6 separate regions of the Mus musculus genome follow, and regions 2, 3, 4, 5 and 6 are each linked to region 1. Evidence: chromatin contacts called from public promoter capture Hi-C and targeted proximity ligation data. All regions are on one chromosome and are shown on one strand. The core of a region is the stretch at or near the end of the contact, and the rest is flanking DNA. Distances in the headings are between cores, read along the strand shown.

The links. Promoter capture Hi-C pulls out the DNA fragments that hold promoters and counts their contacts.
Region 2: a contact with region 1 is called in a promoter capture Hi-C map of pre-B cells. A contact is called at or near these places in 6 of 39 promoter capture datasets (the C10 cell line, cranial neural crest, hippocampal neurons and 3 more), 3 of 484 Hi-C or Micro-C datasets (B cells and embryonic stem cells), 2 of 130 datasets of targeted methods (bone marrow-derived macrophages and pancreatic cancer cells) and 1 of 9 other capture datasets (adipose tissue).
Region 3: a promoter capture Hi-C map of pre-B cells shows a contact between it and region 1, with 2.6 times the contacts expected there. A contact is called at or near these places in 7 of 39 promoter capture datasets (the 3T3-L1 cell line, the C10 cell line, cranial neural crest and 2 more), 1 of 130 datasets of targeted methods (bone marrow-derived macrophages) and 2 of 9 other capture datasets (adipose tissue and liver).
Region 4: a contact with region 1 is called in a targeted proximity ligation map of bone marrow-derived macrophages, with 6 times the contacts expected there. A contact is called at or near these places in 10 of 39 promoter capture datasets (the 3T3-L1 cell line, the C10 cell line, cranial neural crest and 6 more), 3 of 130 datasets of targeted methods (bone marrow-derived macrophages, forebrain and large pre-B cells) and 2 of 9 other capture datasets (adipose tissue and liver).
Region 5: a contact with region 1 is called in a promoter capture Hi-C map of pre-B cells. A contact is called at or near these places in 2 of 39 promoter capture datasets (cranial neural crest and pre-B cells), 1 of 484 Hi-C or Micro-C datasets (embryonic stem cells) and 4 of 130 datasets of targeted methods (embryonic hindbrain, embryonic stem cells, forebrain and 1 more).
Region 6: a contact with region 1 is called in a promoter capture Hi-C map of liver, with 3 times the contacts expected there. A contact is called at or near these places in 6 of 39 promoter capture datasets (the 3T3-L1 cell line, 3T3-L1-derived adipocytes, the C10 cell line and 2 more) and 3 of 130 datasets of targeted methods (bone marrow-derived macrophages, embryonic forebrain and large pre-B cells).

What each region holds. Positions count from the first base shown.
Region 1 is chr19:34,877,395-34,880,825 of GRCm38.p6, forward strand. It overlaps Pank1 (pantothenate kinase 1), which reads right to left and starts at 2,061. Exons shown (of 7, transcript NM_001114339.2): 1 at 1,130-2,061. The coding sequence starts at 1,682.
Region 2 is chr19:34,190,571-34,194,264 of GRCm38.p6, forward strand. Stambpl1 (STAM binding protein like 1) reads left to right here and starts at 1,659. Exons shown (of 11, transcript NM_029682.5): 1 at 1,659-2,061.
Region 3 is chr19:34,164,293-34,167,695 of GRCm38.p6, forward strand. Ankrd22 (ankyrin repeat domain 22) reads right to left here and starts at 1,749. Exons shown (of 6, transcript NM_024204.6): 1 at 1,463-1,749. The coding sequence starts at 1,483.
Region 4 is chr19:34,253,695-34,256,989 of GRCm38.p6, forward strand. It overlaps Acta2 (actin, alpha 2, smooth muscle, aorta), which reads right to left and starts at 1,679. Exons shown (of 9, transcript NM_007392.3): 1 at 1,596-1,679. It overlaps Gm31355 (a long non-coding RNA gene), which reads right to left. Exons shown (of 4, transcript XR_386664.1): 4 at 2,942-3,092.
Region 5 is chr19:34,220,240-34,223,911 of GRCm38.p6, forward strand. Stambpl1 (STAM binding protein like 1) reads left to right here. Exons shown (of 11, transcript NM_029682.5): 2 at 1-27. Among named protein-coding and RNA genes, the nearest start is that of Stambpl1, 30 kb to the left of the region's middle.
Region 6 is chr19:34,289,168-34,292,725 of GRCm38.p6, forward strand. Fas (Fas (TNF receptor superfamily member 6)) reads left to right here and starts at 1,492. Exons shown (of 9, transcript NM_007987.2): 1 at 1,492-1,577. The coding sequence starts at 1,548.

The sequences.
Region 1 (3,431 bases), core at 811-3,310:
ACTCCACACAACATTAACATTGCAAAATGTAAGCACTGGATTCACCCAGACGTGTTAAAGCGGTTCCCAACGTTTTAGAAACGAATGCATTGCAGAAAGGCTATGAAAACTATGAACAGAAAGATAAAAATTATAAGCAAAGACAGGCGAAGGAGTTATGCTGTTTTCCAAACATCAACCTTTTACAGAAATTGAAGCCCAATTTAATCATTTCCCAACCCAGAACAGTTAATTGATATGCAACAGGTACCCGTTTGAATCCGATCGCTCACTACCGTGGACTCTACTTACTTTGCTTTCTGCCATTTACAAGCTTCATTAAAGACACCCACAAAGAGGTAACCAGTTGAATGGAGTTAGGCTCAGATAAGGAAAAAAAACAACAACAACAAAACAAAACAAAACAAAACAACTCGTAATCTCTACCTACAAACTGACATCCCAGAATGTCAGGTGGGGAAGGTACCCTTTACAGTCTACCATTATATATACAAGTCTCAGGTTGTGAAACAACGCACTTTTTGGAGTTGTACAATTACAAACACTCAACTCGACCCACTCCAAGGGGAGGGGGGGAATCCACCTGCAATCCTCATTGGTCCACACCGTTCCGGCCCACATGGTGTCAGTGGGTGTTTCCCTCTACACCAGCCGTCTCACTGGCTGTGTGGAAACACTGTTTAATAGGCTGTGATTTGGGGGATTGTCAAACTCCACGCCTCCTTAAGCTTGCCAATGGGCCCTAGATACTGGCGGTTACTCTGCGATTCAAAGGGCAAACTGGTAGCCTGAGATGCACGCCCCAAAAGATGTGCTCGGAGAAGGGAGCAGTGAGCCCCGGGCTGTGCCAGCCCGCCCTCCTCCTAGTCCCAGACCCAAGATCAGTCGGGTTGTTTGCCCCACGGCCACCAATAACAGCGGGCAGTGCGTTCTCCCAGCCGCTACGGTGACCGAGGGAGCAGCTCCAGCTAGTGTCTGACCGACCCAGTAGGCGGATCGGACTAGACAGGCGCCACCGCGGGCCGCCACCTTGGACGCCCGACGCCTCTAGGGAGGACGCAGTCCAGAGCGGCACTCTGTCGCCCCCCTCGACCGCGGGCACCGGCGCTTCCCTGCCGGCAGGACTTACGCGGCCTGTTCTTCCTCCCGGAGTCCATCCTCCTCCGCAGCCGGCATTTCTTGGCCGGAGAATCATGCTGGGCGAACAGCGGCTGCGGCTGCAGCTCGGACGGGAGCTGGAAGCGTGGGGCCGGCGGGTCGCGGCTGCTGGCGGCCGACGGGTGGAAGCCGTTGTGCAGCAGCCCGTTCACGGCGGCCGCGGCGCCCTCGGGGGCCCCCGGGGACTGCAGGGCCGCGCGCTCGTGTTGCGCGCCGCGGTCGCCCATGCCCGGGACCGGCGGAGCGGTGCGCGGGCTCCGGCTCTGGCAGCCTCGCTGGAGGTCACGGTCGGCCGTTCCCCGATCTTCCGATCCACCCTGGGGCTTGCTCTCCCGCAGCCTCGGCGCCGCGGTCGGGAGCTGGTGGCCCCGGCGCTCCTCCCCTCCTCCCGTCGGCGTCCCCACGTCTTCGGCGAGCTGGGCCCCGCGCACCGGGCTTGCTGCTCTCGCCCGCAGCGTGTCGGCATCGCGCGCAGCTGCGGGAACCTCGGTGGACCCCGGCCGGGGAGCCCGCCTCCCCCTCATCCCAAGGCCGAGCCACTTCAAATGCGGCTTCCTCGCCTCCCAGACCTGTCCCCGCCACTGAGCATGCCCAGTCCTACCCGCCACCGCCACCGACGAGTTTCAACGTGCGGAATGAAGTTCTCGGGGTTTGCGAAGAGGAGATAGGCGGATGGGGCTTTGTGTGGCGGAGCGAGCCTAAAGGGTACTGGGTGAGGTAGGCACGAGACAGCCAGAAGCCTCGGGAGGAATGCCGGAGGAAGCCAGATATTTGCAGAGGTTTCAGGTTTGCTAATCCTATCCCCAGTGGGCTAGTACCTTCACAAGGTCACCCATGCTACATCCCCGCCCCACGAAAGTGTGTGAGCAGGCGCGCGTGCGTTAATGTGACCAAACTACTCCCAGGTCTGAAGGGAGGGAAGAGAACAATTATTTATAGAGAGGTAGGCAGCCTTGGAGAAGGAGGGGAGTGAAATTCCTTGGTTGGCACACTCACACAAACAGCATGTGTTCTCGAGTTGTCGTTTGCAGAGAGGAAACCTAGGAAGAGAGAGAAAGGACAGTGAAGGACAAAACTAGGCAGGAATAACCGGTGCTAGAAGAAACCAAGTAAACAGAACCGATCCCAAGCTATAAAAAGCGCATTCCTCACCCAGAAAAGACCGGCAGGGGACAATGCCCTGTTCTGTTATTTATGAAATAAAAAGTTGCCTTGGTTATGAGAAGGGGAACCAGCACCATGATAGCCCTCAGAGTTAGCCCCCAGTTCCCAGTTCCGATTCCCACTGACACTGAGCAAAAGACAAAGTCAGTACTTAACACACCTGTTATAGGCAGTGCCCAGCAAGCGGGACACATTTGGGTATTGGGGACTTCTTGAGGCCTTAGCTTTTGTGTCTGTCCAAAGGGGACTCTTGTGTGTCACAAAAGTACCTAATATAACCTTTGCACATAATAAATGCCCACAAGAGTCTAATGTAGACATTAAAGTCAGGCTGGGGATATAACAGTCAGACACTTCTTATCATGGGATTCTGTCCCTACGAAGGAATAGAGAGAACATAACGGCAGGCTATTGTTTCCAATGACTATGAATACAGCGGGCAGAGGCCAGGCCCCTCACTGAATTTGCACATCACCAAGCTCAAACTAAGCTCTTTGACCCTCTGAAAACATCTGTATTAAAGAGGTGAGAACCGAAGTCTCCAAAGGCCAGCTTCAACAACTTGAACTTCCCTCTACCTTAATCCTAGCAAAAGTGACCTGTGATTAGCCTACCCACCCCTTGAACTAAATCCTCCATGGGTCCAAAACTGGCATTAGCTGTGCCCGGGGTTTACATTTGGTTTGAGGATTTCTTCTGGCAGAGCCCTTCCCAAAATCAACAGGTTCAGAATCAATGAGGCCACTCTGTTTCATCCACCTGTCATTTCAAATCAGGAAACCAAGGCACAGAGACATAACTGAGACTAAGACCAAAACTAGAACTTAATCCCTGTTTCCCTGCTTCCTTGGGCTTATATGATTTGAGAAATTGCCTTAGGTAATCCAGCCTCAGCCCATCTGATTTTTGTCCAGTTCTGTACAACTTGCTCCTTCAGGCTTATAATCTCTCCCTATTCCTATAACCCTTTATACCTCCTTCTTCTGGCTACAAAATACACATAGCCTACCTAGTAACACAGCCCTGCATCCCAACTACTCGGGAGGCTAAACCTCCTGAGGAGGAAGACCTCAAATTGAAGTCCTGCCTTAACTACTTAGTTCAAGTCA
Region 2 (3,694 bases), core at 409-2,908, 690 kb before region 1:
TGCCTTGGCAATGGAAGCTTATTTTCATACCACAGTAGGGTGGTGTCACTTTAGAAGGGACCAAGGGTCAGCGGTTAAGAGCACTACTGACTGCTCTTCCAGAGGTCCTGAGTTCAATTCTCAGCAAAGATACAGTGGCTCACAACCATCTATAATGAGATCTAATGCCCTCTTCTGGTGTGTCTGAAGAGAGTAATGGTGTACTCATATACATAAAATAAATAGATAAATCTTAAAAAAAAAGGAGGGGTGGCACCAAGGGTGAATTAAACAGCTCAGAAAGTGGCAGAGTCTGGGTTGCAAGTTTGGTTTCCAAAGGAAAAACCAACCAAGACAGCCAGTGTGTCTCACCCCACTGTAGTGTTTTCTTCCACTTGGAGCTGGGTTCCCACCGAAGCTGGAAACCCCCAGCTCATCAACAGTGACAGTGTTCTTAAAATGTTGGCGAGTTGGTACTGCTCCCTCGAAGAAGCAGCTTTTGAGGTCTTCTTACTTAAGAGTTTCAATCACTGTGACAAAGCAGCAAGACAAAAATCAACTTAGGGAGGAAAGGGCTTATTTCACTACCACAGTGCAGTCCATTCTTGAAGGATGTCAAGGCAGAAACTCAAGCAGGATTAGAATCTGGAAGCAGGGCCTGATGTAGAAGCCATCGCGGGGAGTTGGGGGAGAAAGAGAAACCCCCCCTGGCCCCCTAGAGTGCTGCTTACTGACTTGCTCCCCTTGGCTTGCTCGGCTTTCTTACAGCACCTAGGATCACCTGTCGAGGAGTGGCACCACCCACAATGTGCTGGTACCCTCCCACACTAATTACTAATTAAGAAGACGCCCTACAGGCTTGCCTAAGGCCCCCCATATTGTGAAGGCATTTTCTCAAATCAGGTTCTCTCTTCTCAGATGGCTCTATCTTGTGTCAAGTTTCTATAAAACTTGCTAGCACGGATGTCAAATCAGAATGGATTCTTCCAGCTCCCTTCATCCTTTCTCCCCTTCCTCCACACTCTCCACGCTAACAGCATGCCTTCCACTACTACGCAGCTGATTTAAAACTCGCAGATAAATAATTTTACTTGTCTCTGTCTTACTCATGGAAAACATATAAGATGCAGCTTTTGTATACGGGACTGTAGTGAATATGAATCGTTGCGTGCACTGTGTCTGGCTCAGGTCTATGGCCATATTAAAGACACTGCATTATAATGGTGACACTATAGTAATGGTAAGGAGCTAACCGTTTGTATTTTCCTAGTTCAAGAAGGTGGGGAGAGGGGGAGTGTTTCACGGCGGCAGCGCTTAGTCACGGTTAAATCTCAAAATGGGATTCCTACATAAGCTGTAATCCTATAGCTAAACCATTACATTGGCAAATTCAGCTTCATGACAGCTTGCGTGCTCTGCAGTTTTTGGAGTCGCCCAGCCATTTTCCCAGCTTCTAGGCCAAGTTGATAATTCACTGGGCTGTCCAGGTGGTCCAACCTAGGGCAACGAGTATGCAGGTAGACCGGGGGTTAAATCACAAGCAGCCATTTCCATCTGGCCATAGGCCCTCCGCAGGGACCCGCCACCCCAGAGGTTTTTTTGCAGCACGTGGGAAGCTGTGGCTACAGAGGGGGCGGAGGCAGAGGCGGAGGCCGCACCCAGGGGCCGGGGAAGGGGGAGGGGGCGGACCATCGCTGTGACAATTTCATTCCCTACGTTGCTGCGGCAGAGATTCAGAGGCCATTGGCCTGTGCGTTGTTTTGCAAGGGAGCTGGGGCTGTCCCGCCAGACAGAAGAGAGAGTCCAAGCCACGGAAGGCATCAGAGCTCGACCGACCAAGAGCAAAGAGAACCCAGAGGCCCGGACTAGACCAGCCTGGGAGCGACTCACAGCCTGGTGCCACCGTCACCAAGCGCCGGTGCCTTGCGGAGCAGCCGCTGCCGCCCGGGCTGCAGAGGCCACACGGATGCCCGAGCCACGCGGCCCGCGCAGGGACAGTCGTCGCAGTCGTCATCCCACACAAGCTCCGGACGCGCACGACTGCTGGTGAGTGGCCCCACACGTGTGCCCGCTGGCCCCGAGGTGAGTGGTGATGACGAGTGGCTTCCTGTCGCCCTGCGGTCCCCGCCCCCACGCGCCCCTATCCCGCTCTAGGGTTAGCTTCTTCTCGCCCAGGAAGGCGGAGGCTGTGGTTCCTGGTCTCTTGGCCCTGGGGCGGTGACCTGGACCCGGCTGCGCGTGCTTTTCTGGTTCATACTTGGAATGCATCCTTGCAGATGATGTCAGGATTCCAAGAGCCCACCTCACTGGTTTTGCGTGGGGCTCCACGTCGGCTGCGCGGGATGTCAAGGAGGGAGGGGCGAGAAACTGGTAAAAGCACCTTCATACTAGAGGGTAAGGGGAGGAAAGGACTTTCTAGATGTTGCATTGATGCCCTTTAGCCTCGTGAGACATATTCTCTTACTGGAATAACTTGATTGCTCGCTGGAAGCCTCAAGGGAAATGCGCAAAAAGATGCAATGCTATTAAAACATAATTTTCCAGAACTCGTCGAAATAACTGCTGACAGTCTAGAGTCCGAAGTGCTGTGGTTAATTGAAATGTAAAAGAAAAAGAAAAAAAAAATGAAGGAGTAATTCAAGAAACAGAATCTAATTTAGAGGATTGGGGAAAAAAAAATCTCTAGGTTGTGTGAGGGGGAGGGGCCTGTCTGTCTTCCCGAAACGAGTGTTTGGTCACTAGTAAGCCCTAGTGAGCACGCTGCTTTCCAGACATCCTGCTAGCCACGAAAATTAAACGAAGTCTTGAGTTTCAAAAGTGTCTCCAGAAATAAGGTTAATCTGAGCTTCTGTCAAGGTCAATACCGACTCCTGAGAGCAGACAAAAATTAACACTTGAATGTTTGACTTCCGGTTTCAATTTGTAAGTAGTACTTGTTTCCAGACCCGTTTCCATGGGCAGTTTTTTTGTATTTCTGACAGACGCTAATTTGATTTTTATAAATGTACTCTGTAACTAGACTCTGCTGGGCATTGTTTAAGTCCACTGTAAATATGTGTTCATTTTAAACACATTAATGTCTGAGCAGTAGACTGATCGTGCTAGACCAGTGGTTCTCAACCTTCCTAATGCTGAGACACTTTAATGTGGTTCCTCATGTTATTGTGACCCTACCCCCAACCATAAAATTTTTTTTGTTGCTACTTCATAGTTGTAATTGTGCTACTGTTGTGAATTGTAGTGCAAATATCAGTGTTTTCTGATGGTCTTAGGTGACCCCTGTGGAAAGGTCAAAATGTCATTAGACCTACAAACGGGTCGCGACCCACAGGTTGAGAACCTCTGGGTCAGAGCCGTTTTATTCCGAGGTGGGGGATGGTTTTGGGATTATCCAGGAAAATTAACTGGATGTAAGTCGTCTGTTCCATTCACCAGTAGCTCATGGAAACCCACTGCTGAGTACATCTCAACCGCAGTGCGTGCATCAGCTGTTTCTTATGAATTTTACGAAGAATTTTCTTTTGTTTCCTTAAGTAAAATATGCATCTATAGAGGCAGATTCTAAGTCCTTTATCCATTTCTAAGACGTAGCGTGGCTTGGAGAGAGTAGTGAGGGGCCTGGTGCTCTGTGGGTGTGCTCAGCCACAGCACGTATGCTGAGTGGTGTCTTTAGGGTTGGTTGCTGAAATGGTTGGTAAAAAGTTAAAGAATTGTG
Region 3 (3,403 bases), core at 499-2,998, 710 kb before region 1:
CCTAGGCTAACCATAGTACTGTTTAAGGGACCATCCACATATACAGAGAATTAGGGGGCCACAATGCATGATTTTAATCTACACTTAAACAAGATTGGGCTCATCTCCATGCACATAAAAGTCTAAAAAGAAAGCCACCCTGAGCAGGAGTTCTGACTTTCAGGATGGTGGTGAACAGGTTATGGCTGGAATTCTTGTCAAAACTAGTTTTGTGGACCCTACATGAGGTGAGTCAGAACTCTGGAGTGAGTGTCCTAGAGAATTCACTATGAATGATTTTCTCTCCCTGACACTTAGAAAATTTACCAGAGTAGAATGTTAATTCACATTATATCTTTTAACATCCTCATATGTACGTGACTTCTTGGTGAGATCAAAATCACAGAGCAAGATATTCCCAGGACGGTGAAATAAGCAGACAATGCCTTTAGTAAAGGCACTCACACACTTAAGTGCACACAGTCGCAAATTCATGCTTGCACATGTTCATTGGAAGCAGGCACCAAACAACCACCTTTCATGCTAGCAGATCCAAATCAATGAGGCTCCCTTGAGCTTAGAGAATGGAATGCTGATTAGCAAGTTAATTATGTCAGACAAGGAGTAAGTTATGAATAATAATAATGATAATAATAATAATGAGAGGAGAAGAAGAAGAAGAAGAAGAAGAAGGAGAAGGAGAAGGAGAAGGAGAAGGAGAAGGAGAAGGAGAAGGAGAAGGAGAAGAAGGAGAAGAAGAAGAAGAAGAAGAAGAAGAAGAAGAAGAAGAAGAAGAAGAAGAAGAAGAAGAACCACTACCACAACAACATTACTGTGCCTCTGATACTCTTATTCAAACATCACCCTTTGAAACATTGAAAATGTATTTGATTGTAGTAAGCTATGTTCAATGTAGAAAAATGTCCTGACAGCTATCAAGAGGAAATAGTCCAGATATCAAAGCGGTACTTCCTGTCATTGTGTCTATACGGTGATAACCTATATTAATAATTGCCAAAGGTGAACTTCCTTCCACATAATAAGCTTCAAGGTGTTGTTGTAGTCATGGGTTCCATGAAAAGCTTGCCAATCATTTGGCTTTTTAGAAAATCCAATTAGGTATGAGTTTCTCTTGCCCTCGTGTATTTCACTGAGACACAATATAGCTACAGCCCCGTTTTTCGGTATCACCTCTGCAATTAGGATGTCAGAAAATATGTATCCCATCACTCTCAACTTGAGTCTAGCTAAAACTTATTATTTCAGTCTAACTTGTGTTAAGATACCAAAACAAACAAAGCAAAACAAAAAATAAACCCTAAATATCTTAGGATCACAAGAGATCTTTCCTGACTTAATACTCACAAGGAACACTAAATAGAATTGAAAATAAGTCATGATAACAGGGATAGACAATTAATCGTGGAAAAACAAAAGAAATTTTTAGCCCCTTCGGACTCCTATGTTCAGAATTATGACTTACCTCAGAATATAGGATTCCCATCCCGGTCCTTCCTGGATTCGCACCCTCTCTACAATGCAGTAGTGAATCTTCTAGAGGCGTTTCTAATTAATATTAAATTTCTTCCAGGAAAATAAGGTCCCTGGAAGTCCAAGCTGGTGGCGAGCCCTCTCTTTCCACACCTGGGAATGCCTTTTCAGCAGTCTGTGACAGCAACACACCTTGTAGAGAGACAGGCTATGAAGAGAAGGCATTGGCTTACAGGTAATGATCCCAGCTGTATCACTGTTACAGCCAGGGGAACCGGTTTCTGAGTCATGTACCTCTGCCAGTGGAGGCGGCAGTAAAAAAGGAAGCACAGGTGGGGTGCTGGGAGGAGGAACTTCTTAGGCCAGCAGGAAGAGTTCAAAACAGGACTCTGTACTTACGCAATTTCTGAATTGAAATCCAGCATTCAGTGGCCATCATAGTCAGCCAACTCATTAGTGAGAGTCACGGGATCTAGTTAGGTAAATAATCCTTAAAGTCATGGCTAGCAAGTTACACCTTTCCCCCAGACACTTAAAGGGCCCTGTAAGTTAATAAATTAAACTTAACTTAATAGTTTTTTTAATTATTTTAATTGATGTGTGGTAATTATACACATGTATTCAGTATTATATGATAATTCAAAAAGTATTATATATAATGGTCAAGTGAGAGTAATTAGCATTTCTATATGTTTTAATGTCATTCTTCTGAGAACCTTCAAAGTCCTCTCTCATACTTTTTTTATAAGTAAAAAAGATGCAAAGTAGATCACTCTGAGGTGCTGTGGAGCACCAGGCCTGACTCCTGCTATATCTGTTGTGGTACCTGTGACTCAGCCTCCTCCGCTGCCACTAGCACCTTCTGTGCCTGCAGTCATCGCTACTATAATCTCTTATCGTGGTGCTGTAGGGAACAGCTGAAACCCTGCTCAAAGTTCTTTTGTGTTGTGTGACACTTGTTTTATTCAGACCGTGCCTTGCCCTGACAGATTTCAGTTTACAAGCAACATTTGACTCCATTGTGAGAATGGCGGATGACTGTTCATCTTGCTGGACACAGGAGCAACAGCAGCTGTCTGACATGACCTGAGAGGCCCTAACTGAAAAGTAGTTTACTCCTTAAAGGAGGAAAGGCACATTGGTCGCTGTGAACTGGGATCGCAGAAACACATGGGCATATTATGATCATGATCGGAGGAGTAGGTTGGGGACTTAGCAGACACTCCAAACTGAGGAATGGATGCTACACTCTCACCTGGATGGATGGTGATGCCTCAAAGAGCATCCATCTGACCTCCTGCCCTGTTTATGAAGAGACCAATGGAAACAGAACTCTTGATTGTCCCCAGGACATCACCTTAGCTCACTCCTTATTATTGATGCAGACAACAGCAAATTTCTATCCACTCATCTCCCTATCATTAGTGTGGGCCTACTCCTACCTTTTGCTCTCCCGACTCTGTGGCCTAGGTCCCATGTCTCATCTCTGAAGCTCTACTCCAACCCTATAGCCTATATCTACCACCACCACAGGGTCTTCCTGTATAGACTATCTGATGGCAGTTTTCAAACTTCTAACTCATTGAACAGCCTTTTAAACTATCCATAGTCATTCTGTAAACTACATATACACATATCATATATGTGACATATCATGTGTGATCTGAGGATATTAATAATTAAGATTACTCCAATTTGTGCTTGTCACATGGAAAAAAGAACTTTTCACGGATTGCTTCCAGTAAAGCTGTTATACCTTGTGGATTTGTTATATTAGTAATAAAGGATGATATGAAAATATGCAAGGGTGTTCACCTATATTTCTGGCATAATATGCTTATGACACTTGAAAACTGCTAAATTGTTTTAATTACTCCAATAGTGGTTCTAAAATCAATTCCTGTATTATACCTCTAAAATGGAATTGTCAGTT
Region 4 (3,295 bases), core at 429-2,928, 620 kb before region 1:
TTCCCCTTGCAAGAATGGGAAAATGGGTTTCTTCAGCAGTTTGCTCTTTCCTCTTTCCACTATGCCTTTCCTTTCAGACTCTGAATTATACTTAGCTTCCTTTCCAGTGGATGATAAGGACTCAGAAGAAAGTTTCAAACCACAAGGAGGCACAGAAGCCAGGTGACTGGCAGAGGCAGAAACCACCAAAGGACCAGCAGAGAGTCTGTGTGTCCACTAAGCCTGTTTTCCATACTTAGCACCAGGGCTGCAAATGGGATAAGCCACTTGGAATTAGGATACCCTCTGAAAATGGGGAAGGATAACCCACATAAACTTTTTGTTGGGCAGGATGGCTTAAGGTTGTGCCTTAGTATATTCAGAAAAATAAGCTACCTGGTTTTTAAAAAAATGCAGGAAAAAATACTGTCAAATTCCGTAAAGATGTATTTCTATTTCATCAAAAATATCCAGGAAAAAATTGTCTTATTAAGCTCTGAAAGGAGCGTTGTCACTGGAGAAGAAGTCTGTGTGTTTCCAGAGGACGCAGCCGCTGTGGTTTGCAACTCTTATCTAACCTGAATGAGCAGCTCGGTTTGAAGCGGGGAGCATTTCCTAATTAGGTAAAACACACTGGGCTCCAGCCTCTGCTTTTGGAACTGCACCGGGGCGGGGAGTTTGGTGCAGCCCAGTGGAGCTCATCTGGTGCCAAAAATGAATTGTTGGGGGGAGGGGGGAGGGGAGGAAAGGACAGTACCCTTCCCAGCTTATGAGTCTCAAATGCAAACCATATTTAGTCATGAATCACAAAACAGGAGGAAAATCTTATCGAGAAAACTCCATTCCCTGATGAAGCTACCGAGCCCTGAGTTACAATGTGGGGTGGCAAGGCTGGTTCCACAGATACTTAAGCGGCTGAGGGACACGTGAGGCAGAGAAATGCAAATCAGATCTCCCCTGGATGAGACACTTCCTCCTTTCTTTGCAGAAAGTAGAAAAGCTATGCTATGCTGCAAATGACCAATGGCATAGGTCTGACTTGTAAGGGCACCAACACACTCACAAGATACACATTTCCAGCATAGGACACCAGCTCTTAGAGCCCCGGAAACCCAGAAGCAATGCGTCCACTCAGCCAACATCAGAGAGCAGGCAACTACCTCAGTTCATTCCTGATATTCACTTCCAGTTACCTCAGCTGCACTAAATACCTCATGCTACATCATGATACATCCAAAAGTTTCCAACTTTTGCCTAAGTAGAAACAAACGTATAATTTACCACATACAGCTAGACTCCACCCCTACAGTACGCTGCGGGATCAGAGCAGTTGGTTTAGTGTAAACAGGTTTTGCAGATGACACACATGAACAAACTTTAATTTTCTATCCATTTCCTTTTCCAGTAAATCAAGCGTTGTTTCCAGTAAATCAGCCCTATTCGGATGTAAAATCATGCAAGCTAAAAAGCTACAATCATTTTAACAGTATAAATCTTTATTCAAAAATTCAAAACACGTGAGTCATTCAGATTCCCACAGACAATGTCTGGCTACATTGGATGATAAAAGAGCCTGGGAAAACTCGAAGTCATATCCCTGGGCTGGGGCTACTTACCCTGACAGCGACTGGCTGGGCTTCTCCACTCTGGGTGGGTGGTGTCCCGGGAGGCTGAACGCTGAAGGGTTATATAGCCCCTTGCTCTGATCCCCTCCCACTCGCTTCCCAAACAAGGAGCAAAGACGGGCTGAAGCTGGCCGTTCACTCTAACACAACCATATAGGGACCTCAGCACAAAACTCTCTAATCTGGGTGGCCAGAGGCCTGGGTCTCTTCCACTGCATTCCTCTGTTCTGCTCCCGAAACAGGAGGCAGCTCAGCTGCTTATGGGGATAAACATCCTAAGCCCTCAGAACAACTGCTCAAATGCCCAGACACTGGGCTAGTGTCATGGGACAGACGCAGGCACGGTTTGCACATTCCTCAGAAGATGCCAGCCCCTGTCTGGCTAGTCTTTTGGGCCATTAGCTGAGGACTTGGATAAGGAAGGGCCTGTCTCTGACTAGCTGCGATTTTTAAGCAACACTGTTGCAAAAGGTAGCCTAGATCAAAAGATGCTTCGAGTCACCCATAAATATGCAGAGGAGTCATGTTTTTATGGAAGCTACATTGTACTTATACATTGTGTCTTTGTGTTGTAGTAATGAAACCAGGAACTGAAGTATGTAGTGAGGATTAACCAGCCTGTGTTGCCCAAAGAGTAACTTAGAAGTCAGAATCACTGTAACTGCTTTAACCCTTAACATTCCGCATGTTGCTGGCTTTTTACTGACCCTTAACAGCATGATTAAGGACCATCCTTTGCCCACAGAGATCACCAGTCACCCTGTCATAAAAAAATAAAAAAAAAAAACTTTGTAAAAGAAATTTGAAATGTTGAAATGAAGCCTGCTCACTCTCCTCCATGACTATGAGCCCACTGGACAGAAACAGAGATCAAGTGACCTCAAGTGACCCTATCATTCTTCAAAGGCATCAGATCGTTGGCTTTGATGGACAGTCAGTGACTTTACATTTCTGTACTTTCCTCCTGCAAGCCAAGGTTCTGATTCCATTCACGATAGAGATATTTTGGATGGATTCTGGGAGTGCTTCTGAACTGTGCACATGTTAGGGAAACCCCAGGGTGAATGGCAGCAGCTGTCCACTCACGCTCCCACGGCTCATGCACTTGTTTTATGGTGTCCACCTGAGCGCATGCATAGTTTTCTTTGAGAAATTACACTGGTGACTCTTAGGAGAATCTAATAGTTGCTAAACAATGATGTGGTTTCTTTGTGTTGCTCAAGAGTTTTCTACTCTGTATCTGGTTTCTATCGACTAAGAAATACATTGTCTGCTCAAATACAGAGATCGCATAGTATAAGACAGAGTAGGACATTTATGATTAATCCAATGGGTCCTTATCATAGGCATCGTGTAAAGCAAAATTCCATGTTTTGCTTTGGTTTTGGTTTTGGTTTTTACTTTAGTCCCAGGCACGGATCTCTGTGTTGATGTCTTGCTTCAGGAGTGTTAGAGTGTTGTCTTGGTCACTTCACGAGCTGGCAATTCCTTTAAAAGACAAGAAAAGAGCTTTGATAATATTATAACTTTTTTTGTTTATAGTGGTTGTCTTTTTCAGTAATCAGAATATTAATACATGAATAAGGTTTAAGTTTTCTTGTTTTGTTTTTGTTTTTTAAGAATTAGAAAAAGCAATTTGAAGTTACCAAGGAGGATTTGCTCATTTTTTTTCTAAGCAAGTAATTAATGGT
Region 5 (3,672 bases), core at 137-2,636, 660 kb before region 1:
GAGCAGCCATTCACTGTGAATTCACTGGTAAGTCATGCCAAGCCACACGTTGTATATGGTTGAAAAGCTCCTAAAGAAGAGTGGGGCAGGCTGTAGAAAGTCTCACTACTACTTTTAAGACACAGAGCACTTGTAGGTTTGTAGCCTTCTGTGTGGCCCTGTCCTTCGAGGACGTGACTACGAGAGCCATCTTTGCAAGGTTTAAAAATAGAGTTTTACAGTTTTGCTCACAAAAGTGGGAAATGTTAACCTGTGAGGCTAGATTCTAGGAGCATAGATCCTCTGGAAAAAATACCAGAGGCGATTTCAGAGGGTATCATCGCGTTTGAGCTCCTTTACAGATAAAAGTTGGACGCTTGCCGTGTGTGGTAACAACTGAGAAAAGTCCTCCATGTTCAGCACTGAGCTGTTGCTTGGGCACGGTCCTTGTGTGTCTGTGTTCTTAAGCTGCTTGTGTTTCTCACTTTTCCGCTACAGCCTGTCAGAACTGACAGCTTTCCTACCCGTATCCCAGAAGAACAGTGTGTTGGAGAGGAAGAATCAGGACTTTTCCCCCCATTAATATGTTTATTTATTCACTTTACTTCCTGGTCACAGCCCTCCCCTCCCTTCTTTCCTCCCAGTCACACCCTCACAAATCCCTCCCTCCATTTTCCCCTCCTCTTCTCGGCAGAGAAGGGGGAGCCTCCCTTGTGTTCTACCCCACCCAGAGATATCAAGGCCCAACCAGGCAGTTCAGCTAGGGGAAGGGAATCTGATGGCAGGTGACAGAATCCAAAACAGTCCCTGCTCCTGTTGTTGGGGAACCCATATGAAGACCAAGGTGCATATCTGCTACAAATGTGTAGGGGAGCCTAGGTCTCTGCATGCTCTTTGGTGGTTCAGTGACTCTGACCCTCCCCCAACCCTCCACCCATGGGCCCATGTTAGTGGACTCTGTAGGTCTACCTGTGGTGACCTACAGGTAGCTCACCTGCTCCTCCTGGCTCACTCAGTCCTATACCCATCCCCACTTCCACACGAGTCTCCAAGCTCCACCTGATGTATGGGTCTCTGGATCTGTTTCCATCCACTGCTGAATGAAACCTCTCAGGAGAAAGTTATGGTTGGCTTCTGTAACAGGACTTTGGGATCATGTCTATTTGCTTGGTAGCCCAGAGAAGTCCCTAAAAGTGAATATAGGTATACTACATAATCTCTTTGGCCCTCATTTATGTATGTCCTCAGCCTATCATGGCGACCTGATAAATGAAAGCTGTTAATTTTTTCATATTGTACAGCTCTCATGCAGTCAGCCAGACTTGCTGCGAGTTCATGAGTGCATCTGTCATGACCAGTAGACCCTCTTTTGCATTTCTTTGATCTCTGACTCTTATCTCTTCCTGCCTCCTCTTCCACTATGGTTCCTGAACCATGGAGGACACGCCATAGACACTTACTCTCTGCACTTTGCCCACTTGGGAGTTTTGTGCATTAACTGCCATCCACTGCACAAATAAACGTCTTTGTTATGGTCTAAGAGCTGCCCAAGTCTATAGGTATTTAAGGGGCAGATTGATGCTCTGTTTAGCAAAATAATAATCGTAAGTCCTATGAACTCCCAACCATTGGTTCTTGGCCACTACCAGGTTTGCATTTCTTTGTGGAGCAGACCTTAAATTCAATGAGAAAAGTAGTTGGTTACGTCCGTAACATTGATGACACTCTTGTACCCACAGGCATGTCTTGCCATCTTGATCATTACTGTAGCTCACAGGGTTCATAACTGGTAACTCTGTTGATGACCTTTCTCCATCGGCAGCCTGAATAGTACCTTACACAGAAAGGAGGAACTTTTTTTCCCCATGTATTATGAACAGAATATATAGTGTCTCCAGCAATAGGGTCTCACTATCAAGTTCCAGTGGGAAATCAAGAACAAAAGCAATAGACTGGGTTGTATAGGACGTCTCCAGGACATCCCAAACAATGGCAGTAGCCTGTAGTGTATAGGAAGTCTCTGGAGTACCCTAGCAGTAGCCTGTGTTATCTAGGAGGTCTCCAGGACACCACTAATCAACAACTTAAGAGAATGTATGATACACTTGGCACTGGGATATTTATCTGACAACTTCTGCCTTCTGGGAAAAGCATTATTCATTGGATAAGATAACTTTCAAACTTCTTGCTAGTTTTCTCTCCTTACCCTGTTCGCTGCTCCTGCTTCCCCCACCCTCTCTCCTCTCTCATTATTCTCCTCCCTTTATACCCCCTGAGCCATACTATCCTCTGCTGCCTTAAGATCTCTTTTTACCCTTTCCATCTATGGCTCCTTTCTTGTTTACTAGCTTCTACGTGCACCTCAAGTTAAATACAAAAATCTAAAGATTTGATGCGAGGATCCATGTATGACTGAGGACATGCCACATTTGTCTTTCTGGGTCTTGGTTATGTCACTCGTTATGTTTCCCAGTCTCGTTCATTTACCTGAAATTTTCATAATTTATTTTTCCAGATGGATAAAATTCTATTCATCATCCACTCATTGACTGGTGGGACCTAGGCTCTTTCTATATCCTAGCTATTGTGAATAGAACAATGAACAAGCAGTGTCCCTGGAGTAGGAAAGAGAGTAGCTTGGGTATATGCCCAAAGTGATGTGTCTAGGTCATAGAGTTGATCTGTACCGGTTTGTACTGTGACCAACAGTGCGGGAGGCTTCCCTTTTCCCTGCATCGTTCCCAGCATTTGGTTTCTTTTGTGTTTTAAATCTCACCCATTCTGACCAGAGTACAGTGAAATACCAGAGTAGTTTTATCTGTAATTCCCTGATGGCTAAGGATGGTAGGCACTTCCTTCTCCTGAGAACTCTCTGCTCAGTTCCATAGCAGAGTGATTACATGGCATTGTTTTATTGATGTTTAGTTTATTTCTTTTTTTATAGTAGAGACATTAATCCTCTGTCAGGTATATAGCTGGCAAGTGTGTTTCTTTTCTAATGCAATTTCATAGACTGCCTCTTCAGTCAGTTAACAGATTCCTTTGCAGTAGGGAAGTTTTTTAATTGTATAAAGTCCCATTTGTTGACTGTTGATCCTCTTTCCTGGGCAACCAGGATGCTATCCTGAGAGTTCTTACTTAAGCCTCTCCTTCTTTCTTCTAGAAGTTTCCTATCTACTATTAGGATCTTTGATCCACTTGTAATTGATTTGTTTGCAGGGCAAGAAAGAAGGGTCAGGTTTCATTCTTTCTTCCTCATGTACACAGATAAGCACTCTCCTGTTAAAGATATTCTTTTCTCCAGTGTATATTTTTTTCCCAGTCAATCAAGTTGTCTGTTTTTATGCTGTTTTTGCTACTATAGTCTTATAGTAAAGCTTGAAATCAGGAATGGGGACTCCCCCGGAAGTGTTCTCTTGTTTAGGATTGTTTAGGCTACCCAGAGTCCTTGGAGCTTTCGTATGAAGTTTTAAAATTGCTTCTTTCAATTTCTGTGAAGAAGTGCATCAGATTTTTGATGAATATTTCATTGAATCTGATGATGTCTTTTGACTTGCATGACTCTTTTCACAATATGAATCCTACTGCTCCTCATGCATGAGCGTTCTCCCTATCTTCTGTGTCTTCCTTGATTTCTTTTCTTTCTTTCTTTTTTTTAGTGTTTTCAAGTTTACATCCTGTACATTGATTCCA
Region 6 (3,558 bases), core at 242-2,741, 590 kb before region 1:
TGTTTGTTTTTATAACATACATATTTGTTTTTTTCCCTAGGTCCCTGGGCTATCTAGTCTCAGGTTCTTGGGTAGCGTCAGGTTTATGTTCTATCTTGTGGAGTGGGGCTAAAGTCAAATCCAGTATTGATGGGTTGCTCCCACAAACTTTGTGCCACTATATGCACTAGCTCATCTCTCTAGCAGGACACCATCATAGATCAAAGGCTTTGGGGTAGAGGTGAGGTTTACCTTTCTCCTTTAGTAGCATGCAGAATATCTTCCAGTACCAAAGATGTTGGCATGTAGGGATGAAGGCTCTATGTAGGCACTTTCTTCTTGCTCTCAACTTCTCTATATTCAATGAGTTGTGTGGGTCTCAGTTTGTGGGGAGCAATCTATAGTCTTGGCAACAGGCTGCATTGTTTGGGGACTCCCATGCAACTCTTTTTGGCCAACGATTCAATTAGATGCAACCCCATCCAGGAAAGGAAAACTTCATTTGATGACAAGAGATGTTCACTTGTGGCTCTGTCTCCCCCCATTATTTGGCTATAGATCACCTTCATGTATGCTTATACTTTAGGAAGACTCTGCTAGGTTTCCATACCTCTCAAATGCCCTTTAATTTTAGCTGTCTCTCCCTGTATTCCCATTCATCGTCTTCCTTTCCCCTCCCCCACTTGATCTTCCCATCATAACTACCTATTTTATTCCTCTTCCTTAATAAGATCTTTCTGTCCCCTCCCCTAGTCCCTTACTCTATATCTAACCCCCGTGGTTCTAAAGATTCTGGCTTGGTCCCTGAGTTAACTGCTGTGTTATTTGTCATAGTCATTTACCTTCATTCTCCATTTGGGAAACGAAGCCAGGGACATTCCCCTCATCAGGATCCCAAAGCCTATTATCTCTACCTCTGCTGTGGTGATTGTCACTTCATGTATCATATATGAGCTCTGTGGAGGGACCTCCCTCATCAGAATCCTAGGGTGTGTACCTCCTCTGTGGTAATTACCATTCAGAGGCCCCAGAAGCCCCAGCAGACCTGTCACTGACAAAATATTGAAAGTGAAGGCAAAATGGTCTTTGTCTCCAGCAATCAGCCAAAGTCCAATTCAATACAGAGTTCAGAATTCCTTCCAGGGTGAGCAGCAGGCAGAAAAAAAAATCTCACTTGACCTGAGGGTGTGACTGTGGAAGCGCCCAGGATGGGGAATGCCCATTTATGCAATCAAGCCCTGCTTGGGCCCCCTCCTCCCCCGCCCCCCACCCCCACCCCGCTCAGGCCGCCTGTGCAGTGGTGAGTCAGTGGGTTTCCCCGGGAGACCAGCAGAACTTTCTCGCAACCCTTGGGGCTTTACGAAGATTGTGTTTGGTCCCTCAAAAGAAAAAAAGTGACATACACGTGTTCAAAGCGATTTCTGGGAAGACCTGAATAGGAGCGAAGCGGTTTGTGCGTGCCAGGGGGCGGGCCTAGGCAAAGTACATACCCACAGGCAGTCTAGAGCTGGTGGGTGGGGCCGCAGGCTGCCCACACAGGCCGCCCGCTGTTTTCCCTTGCTGCAGACATGCTGTGGATCTGGGCTGTCCTGCCTCTGGTAAGCTTTGGGACGCCTGGGATGTGGGACGCTGCATACTGGGGACCACCACATGAGATTCCAGATGTGGCTGGCATTGGGTGCCACCGGTCCAGATGTTTAGAAACGCAGGGGAGCTGCTTTCGCTCTTGGCTAAGTGCTCAGGGCTGAAGCCCAAGTCCAGCGTTTTTCTGGAAAAAGTTTGGGTCGGGGCGGGGGGCGGGGGCGACGGTCAGAGCTTGGTGCTGGCCAGCTCTTGGATCGATCGCTTTAGTATGGCTGGAGAGGGACTCTGGCTTATAGACTTGCCCAGACACTTTTCTAGTGCCACTTTAGGGCACTAGAAAAGTTCGCTCCGAGGCTCCCTGGCATTTGACACTTCTGACAGTTCGCTCAACCGGGAAGTGAGTTACTCTGGGCTGTATTTACAAGCCAAGCATTAGATCATAAAATTTCTCAAAGTAACTTTGTCTGCGAAGATTTGTTTACTCTCCTGTAACAACACGGGAAACAAAAAAAACCTTCCCTTCCGGGAATTGAGCTGTCAAATTGTGGATGGCTGAACTGGTGGATATTTTTATATTGTTTGTACTGTTTCTTCTGTTACCCTCTTTCTGCTGGCACTCTCACAGCAGATTTGTCCCAGTAACCCTAGGGCTCTGAGTCCCAGCTCCTCCTTGTCTGCTGCAGGCACAGAAGTAAGAACTCTCCAGCATTCGGTCTCTTCAGAAATGCCTGTTAATAAATGCCAGTCCGAGGGATTCGACCCTCCGAGGTTCAATCCAGTTCTGAATTTAGAAAGATTGCTTTATCAGGTCCCTAAAAATTTGCCGGGCACAAGGATCTCAAATCGGTTTTCACAGCAGTGGTAGAAGGGAGGAAGACAACCTCTCCTTACTTTTACAAGGTTAAAAGAGGTTCCGAGAGCTTAAGCATTTAACAGAGGTCACACAGCTAGCAAATGACAGTGCCGGGCTTCAGTTGAGATCTAACTCCAAGGGGCATGTACATACACACACACACACACACACACACACACACACACACACTACTGCCCCATGGTATGGTTAAGAGAAAGGTTTTTATTGTGGATATAAAAGAGAAAATGGCCAGAGGCATCTGGAAGAGCCCAGAACATAGAGAGAAAGAAGTAAACTGAACATGGCCAGCAGACTCGACCAGGGCTATCTGAGAGAGAGAGAGAGAGAGAGAGAGAGAGAGAGAGAGAGAGAGAGAGAGAGAGAGAGAGATGGAGCAGAGGCTAGAGAATAGAGAAAACCGAGCGAGAGAAGCAGGCGCCGAGGTGAGAGAACAGAGTGAGAAGAGCAGAGCAGGTTTTTAGGTTAAATGAGTCGCTAGTGGATGGGAAGCCCAGGAGCTGGAGGGAGCTTGAGTAGGGGTGGCAGTGAGCAGGACTAGGATGCTAGCATGCACTTTGAAATGTGCAACAGGCACTTGTGGTCCAAGTATGTGCTTTGATGTGCTGGTTAATAGGCACTACAGGTAGTCTCCTATGTCCCATCTGCCAGAGGTAAGGGAAATGACTTTCCAATGGATCAGAGGAGGCACATTTAGTCAAATCCTTAATACAAGCAAACCAGATAATCTGACAACATGGTGCAGAGACTGTTTGCTTGGCAGGGCATGTACAAACATGTCATCTTGAAGGGTTTTTTTTTCCTAGCGATTCTTTTCCACAACCTGATTTACTGACCTCCATCCCTACCCTAGATCCATATTGTTCTTCCCCTAGAAGGGACAGCCTGCAGGTGAGGAATATTCTGAATGGGAAGAGCCCATGGTTAGAGATAGGAGCAAGCTCTAAGAGCAAACTGAGAGAGAGAGAGAGAGAGAGAGAGAGAGAGAGAGAGAGAGAGAGAGCAGGCAGGGAGACATCCTTTAGAAGCACAGTCATGGGGAGTGGAAGAGGCTTAGGGAAACACCATCAGAGAGAGGAATCTAATCTCTTAGAGGCCCAGGGGTGCATACAGAAATGCCTGAT